2 separate regions of the Mus musculus genome follow, and region 1 is linked to region 2. Evidence: chromatin contacts called from public Hi-C data. All regions are on one chromosome and are shown on one strand. Each heading gives the region's core, a stretch centred on a gene start, on an enhancer-like site or on the middle of the called end of the contact. The rest is flanking DNA. Distances are from core to core; before and after follow the strand shown. Region 1 overlaps Cacna2d3 (calcium channel, voltage-dependent, alpha2/delta subunit 3). Region 2 has its middle 30 kb from the start of Wnt5a.

Region 1 (2,871 bases), core at 346-2,845, 420 kb after region 2:
GGAAGCAGACAGGGATTGAGTTAAGACCTAAGGTGATGGGAAGGGGAAGCCTGAGAGGAGGAGGAGTGTTTACTGTCCACAATCCTCCATGCTATCACTCCAATAGTGAGTGCATCCTTGCTTGAGAACAGCCTCATTTGTGAGACAAGAATGTTGACATTTTATTGTCAATCCTGATAAAAGTATAGCTGTCAGCCCCAGAAACTCTGTCTAATTTGTCTGAGGTATTTTAGTTCCCCGTTGACAATTAAAAATTTAATTAATGAAGGTAAATGGAGCAAGTGCCTTGTCTCATCCTCAGAAGCAGTGGACAGAGACAGGTCCCCCTGACTTCCACTGCCCCACCACAATTCCTGACAGTTTAAAGGGGAGCTGACCAAAGTCCAACCTGACATGGAAAGATTTCAAATAGCTTAAAACACTCGCTCTTATTTGTCCATGTAGAATTCTCCCTCACAAGAATCCATTTCTAGAACAGTCCATTGCTTAACACTGGGTACACTTATTGCTATGCTTAGAAAAGACTACTATAATACAATATTACCACTGTATGTGGCCAATCTGATGTGGTATCCGTCTCTCACCTCCCTGATTCCCTACTACAGTATATATCATGGAGAAGGAATTCTGTTTTTCAAGGCAAATACATAAACTACTGCCTGCTGACAAACTCACCCAGGTGAGCCCCAAGACGTAATGACATAATTGGGACAGCTTCCCGGAGAAAGTTCAGATCAATGTATAGATGCCAAAAAGAAAACTGGCCAGTACTAATCAAACTGCAATGGAGGTCAGCTCCAACCAGTGAGTGGTACACAGTGGCACAATAAGGCACAAAGGGTGATTACACAATCACCTATGTACTCCTGGGTGACTCTCTCGATCAGAAACTGTCTCCCATTTGTCTACCTTTTGCTTCCTGCAAACAAGCAGCTTTGCTTAGGGAGTAGAAATAAAGACCTTGAGCCAGACCCACACTACCCTTGGTGAAGTCTAGACCCAGGCCTCCATCTGCTGGCCAGAGGATGGACAGTTCACTGGGAAGCCACCATGTTTATTACTGTAGTCCAAGGCACCCTCCAAAGCTGGGGTGAGAGGGACATGCTATCTATAGTACCTTCCATCCCTGCATTCTGAGTTGAGGGCTGAGGTACTAAGCTGCTGTTGGCTGGATTCTGGGTGGTGACCATAAGCAATGGATTCTTCAGAGCATATCAGCCCATTTGCCAAAAGTACAAAGCAGGTCTCAGGCAGCCTGACATGTGCAAATCCACAGAGCTAATGAGTGGCAGGGCCAGAATGATCCTAGGGCCAATCTGAATCCACTTCAAGTCTGCTTTCTTCTCAGAAACACAGAGTCGCATCTATATCGATGCTAGGCTCTCACTGGAATATCATAACAAACGCTGCTTAAGATAGGTTCTCAGAACCAAAGTCCTGGATCATTTGGAGCCTCCTGCTGAGGGACGACTGAGGAGTCCCCAGCCAGAATGAACCCAGCTGGCTTACAAGACCAGCTGCCTGGTGGTAACCATGGCAACTCCCTGACTGACAGATGGCTGGAAGCTCAGGATTCTCCCTGGATCTTTTCCAGAGACCCCAGCTGACACTGAGGAGGGCAAAATGAATCACCATGGGGAAGCTTCCGAGCAGAGCCTGAGCACCTGCCTCTCATTGCAAAAGGAAGGGAAAGGGGGTGGTTGGGTCCTACTGTTCCCAAAGAGGTCAGAGAATCAGCCTTCCCTGTCTTCTCAACATGCTGGCAAAAAGGAGACTTTGAGAATATTGCTCTTTTGGAATTGATTTTCTTTTTTCTTTACTGTTTTAAATAACTCCACTTTGTGGCTACCTGCATCCTGTTCTGCTGATTATAGTCAAAGAACAAGATAATTGCCTGCTTTCATTCGGCTCTAAAATAAGCCCTGAGAATTGTGCCTAGCCCAAGCCCATGTACAGCCCTGTAGAGCTCAGCTCTGGGAATTTAGCCTCATGACAGATAACATGCTTTAATTCCCATGACTTCATCCCCAGACCACTTCAACCACGGTTGTCCACAGCCTAAGACCTTGTCATTAGCAACAACCCACTCCCTAGATGGGGCTCTTTGAAATTGTGAAGAGGCAGGCACTCTGTCCCAAGTAGCAACTCAAAGCCTGCCATGCACCCTGGACGGGATAATCTACTTTTTAATAGTCATTTTCATGTTACTGGGGTCTTTTTTTGTTTTGTTTTGTTTTATGTTTTCTCCACCAAGAAAAAAAAAAAAAAAGATCCCAACCAAGCAATACTTTTTTCTAATGCTTAGCAGGTTGAATTTTAAAGTGGTAAGCTAAGCTCATGTAGTCTGCTTAGCGACTGTGGGACAAACATTTATTAAATACCTACTCTATGCCACAAGTCCAGGAAACTTGCCTATAATAGTGCCTAATCATGGTAGTGTCTCCATCCCTTGTTCAATTATTAGCAACTCTGAAACAAACCTTGAAACAGCTTACTATTTATAAATATAGCCATAAAAGAATGACCCCAGAAGCTGACATAAGGCTCATCTTGGGTTATATAATTAAGCATTTTTTAATCTAAACCTCTAAGAAGCAAAGCGACTGACCTGCAGTGGCATCTACAAATGTTTTTCCTGTTGAGCTTGAAAGCACACTCTGTAGGGGTCGCTCTCACAGGCAAGGGCATGAAACATGAACACATGAAATTCTTAAAGAAGGGAGGGCTGTCTCTCCTGCCCCAGAACCCGGCATTAGTCAGGTCATCCCACTGAAGCGGCTCCTCACAGAACACTGTAATTTCCACATGGCACACTCACATGGGAGCCAGGAATTTACCTCACCCAGGCCCTGTTGCTCTCATGTCGTCTAA
Region 2 (2,700 bases), core at 116-2,615:
GTTTCTAAGGGCTAAGCTCCTTCACCTAGCCTATCACATATCCATCCCTGTACTGGATTAAGAGCAGGTCCCCGAAGAAATACCTGCTCTTTTATCTTCAATTTATATTTATATTGTTGTCAAGACTACTGAAGACAGTAAAGGCGTGAAGCAATGTCAGTGTGCAGCGGATGGACAGACCAAGGCGGGGGTGGGGGGGGTGGGGGGGGCGGGGGGAGCGGGGGAGGGGAGGGAGGGAGGTACTGACTTACAAAGTATTAGTCAGACTTGAGGCTGTGAGAGGGGATGTAAGTGAGTCTGGAGGAAATTAAGCTAAGTGAAAAAAGCCAGGTGTGGAAAGACAAACACTGGATACAATTCCACTTAGAGAGTCTAAAATTGCCACATTTGTAGCAAAGTTAGTGGAGCATTATCAGGAGTCCCAGGGCTAGTGGAGAGAAGGAGGTGAACCCAGGTGCTCCTGCCTGTAGCGAACAGTATGATGATACCCTTCAAGACTTACAGATAGTTCTGAGGTGGAGTGAGGAAAAGAGGATGTGGGGGTGGGGAACTGACTGAATTTTAATGATTTTCGAATCTATCTCCTTTGGGGATGTCACTCTTGTGGCTTTATCTGGTGATATCTAGAGACCAGGATGGTCTTTTGCTCCCAAGTTCTGTTCTTTTCCAGGGAGTCATTTGAAGGCGTTTCCTTTACTCATTAGTGTGCTGTTGGTTGTATGGTGTCTTAATGCAGCCTTTATAGTTAGTCCTATGATAATTATGGGTAGTGTAGGGCATCTGACTTGGTACCCAAGGATCCTCATCCTCTTTTTGCATTCAGCATTGATCTTATGCTTTATAATGGAAATGAGCAGGTAAATTTTGCCTCCTGTATTTATGAAAAAAAAAATTAGTACACAGTGTTATCTAGTGTTACGTAGTTCTTATCTCTAAGTGACAAAACAAAACAACAAAAACCAAAACTGGTTTTCATCGATCTCTCTGATGACTGTGGTTGGCTTTTGTGCAATTAAAGTCTCTTTAAACTATAAAAATGGATAGGATGAACAAAGTAACGATTGGTATGTGTTGTGTGACTTGCCCTAGCGGGTGGGGGTTGGGGGAAAGACATGAACTTCGCCTCCTTTGTGATAAGGCCAGTTCCCCTTTTCACCTGCACCCCTTGTCTACACGTCCACTGCTAATGGCTTCTTATGTCTCTGCAGGCCACCAGGACCCAACTAGGGCCTGGATCCTGAAACCACCCAAGCATATTAGAAACCAGTAAGTCCACAGCTGAATGTGGGGCCTCTGGTCACTCTGAATGGCTATGCCTGCAGGCAGCCTTGGCCTCCCTTTTAGGGAAGCAGTTGGCCCAGTGCCTACCCATGAGATCTGCTTCCTTCATGGCAGCTGGCCGCAGGGATCACCTGCACTTCTTTGGTGAACTATTCAGGCTTTAAAGCCTTCCAGAACCTCACAAATACAGCGCTTGGCTCTCCGTCAGGTTTTCCCCAGGAAGCCTGGCTCCACACCAATCTCGCCACATTTGCTTTCAAGTGACCTGGACAGCCCCCTTCATCTGCTTTTTCTTTCTCTCATCCACTCTTGATTGCTTTAGTACTTTACAAACCTGATTTACATGCTGGTCTAAGTCACTCAGATCTACCAGTGCCTTTCCCACCTCATAAAGATCATGACCCACTAGGGGTCTTGGCAAAGTCACAGAAGCCCATACCAGCCTCAGGTCTCTGTTGAACTCTCTCCCTTCTTAACTCTCCTGCAAAGAGTTCTATCTGGCCCAGGGAACTGGGCACCATCCAGAGGCTCTCTCCTGCTTAGCTCACTCCCTATTGCTCTTACCCATTTCCACTGATACCTACAGACTCAAAGGTTTGAAAACCAGAGAGGCATATTTGGCAGAAATTTATTTGGAGACCACCCCCCCCCCAACACACACTTTTTTTTTTTTGTCACACCCAAACTGTGAGAAACAGCAAACAAGAACCTTCACTTTATCCTCTCCTTTATCTGATTTGCTTACCAAATCATAGGCTAATATGGAGGATGGCACCAGCAGGTCTTTTTTTTTTTCTTCTTTCTCTCATAATTGCTTCCTTCTGTGGGCAATCTCTTTCTGGGCAGACAGCTAAGCTTCAACGGCAGCCTTCTCACCCGTGGCAGGGGCAGGACGGCTTCTTTCTGAGCTCCTAATGAACCCATTCCTCTTGTGCTGCTTCCAGGGATTACAATATGTTTTCTGGTCCTCAGCCATTCTTGGGATCCCAAAATGTTGCCGCATTGTCCTGGCAGACCACATTTATCAAGGAGATGTGCCATTCTGTACAACATGAAAGAAGATGGTTCCCGTAGGATTCCCACCATGATCACTTCAGTCTCACATGCAATAGCTTCAAGTGAGTGTCTTTTTACACATAGCAGAGGCAATGCAGCAGCTTCTATATCAAGACAGTGGTCCACACCACCCAGGAAGGGATGGCTATATTGGGATTGTACCCATGTCCACTTCATCTTCATATAGCCTTGCTTCTGCCACATGCCTTTCTACCCACACCAGGGGCAATGTGACTACTTTTCCAAAACTCATCTTTGGTTATGCCCTGTCTCTGTTTAGGTACCAAGTGTTAAGTGCCCCCCCCCCCCGCAGAGACATAAGTGAATTTCTACTCTCCCAAGACTAGGCAACAGTGACCGATC

The links. A called contact is a pair of places that touch in the nucleus more often than the background predicts.
Region 1: a Hi-C map of neural progenitor cells shows a contact between it and region 2, with 4 times the contacts expected there. The contact joins two enhancer-like sites. A contact is called at or near these places in 5 of 484 Hi-C or Micro-C datasets (cerebral cortex, cumulus cells, embryonic stem cells and 1 more) and 3 of 115 datasets of contacts at active chromatin or transcription factors (astrocytes, differentiating embryonic stem cells and embryonic basal ganglia).

The regions. Positions count from the first base shown.
Region 1 is chr14:28,957,261-28,960,131 of GRCm38.p6, forward strand. The region is part of intron 31 of Cacna2d3 (calcium channel, voltage-dependent, alpha2/delta subunit 3); the gene reads right to left. Among named protein-coding and RNA genes, the nearest start is that of Lrtm1, 60 kb to the right of the region's middle. Within about 2 kb of position 1,596, at least 69 of the 459 cell types and tissues checked have an H3K27ac peak or open chromatin away from gene starts, as enhancers often do. A contact at or near this core is called in neural progenitor cells, where this site is marked.
Region 2 is chr14:28,534,601-28,537,300 of GRCm38.p6, forward strand. No RefSeq gene overlaps it. Among named protein-coding and RNA genes, the nearest start is that of Wnt5a, 30 kb to the left of the region's middle. Within about 2 kb of position 1,366, at least 11 of the 459 cell types and tissues checked have an H3K27ac peak or open chromatin away from gene starts, as enhancers often do. A contact at or near this core is called in neural progenitor cells, where this site is marked.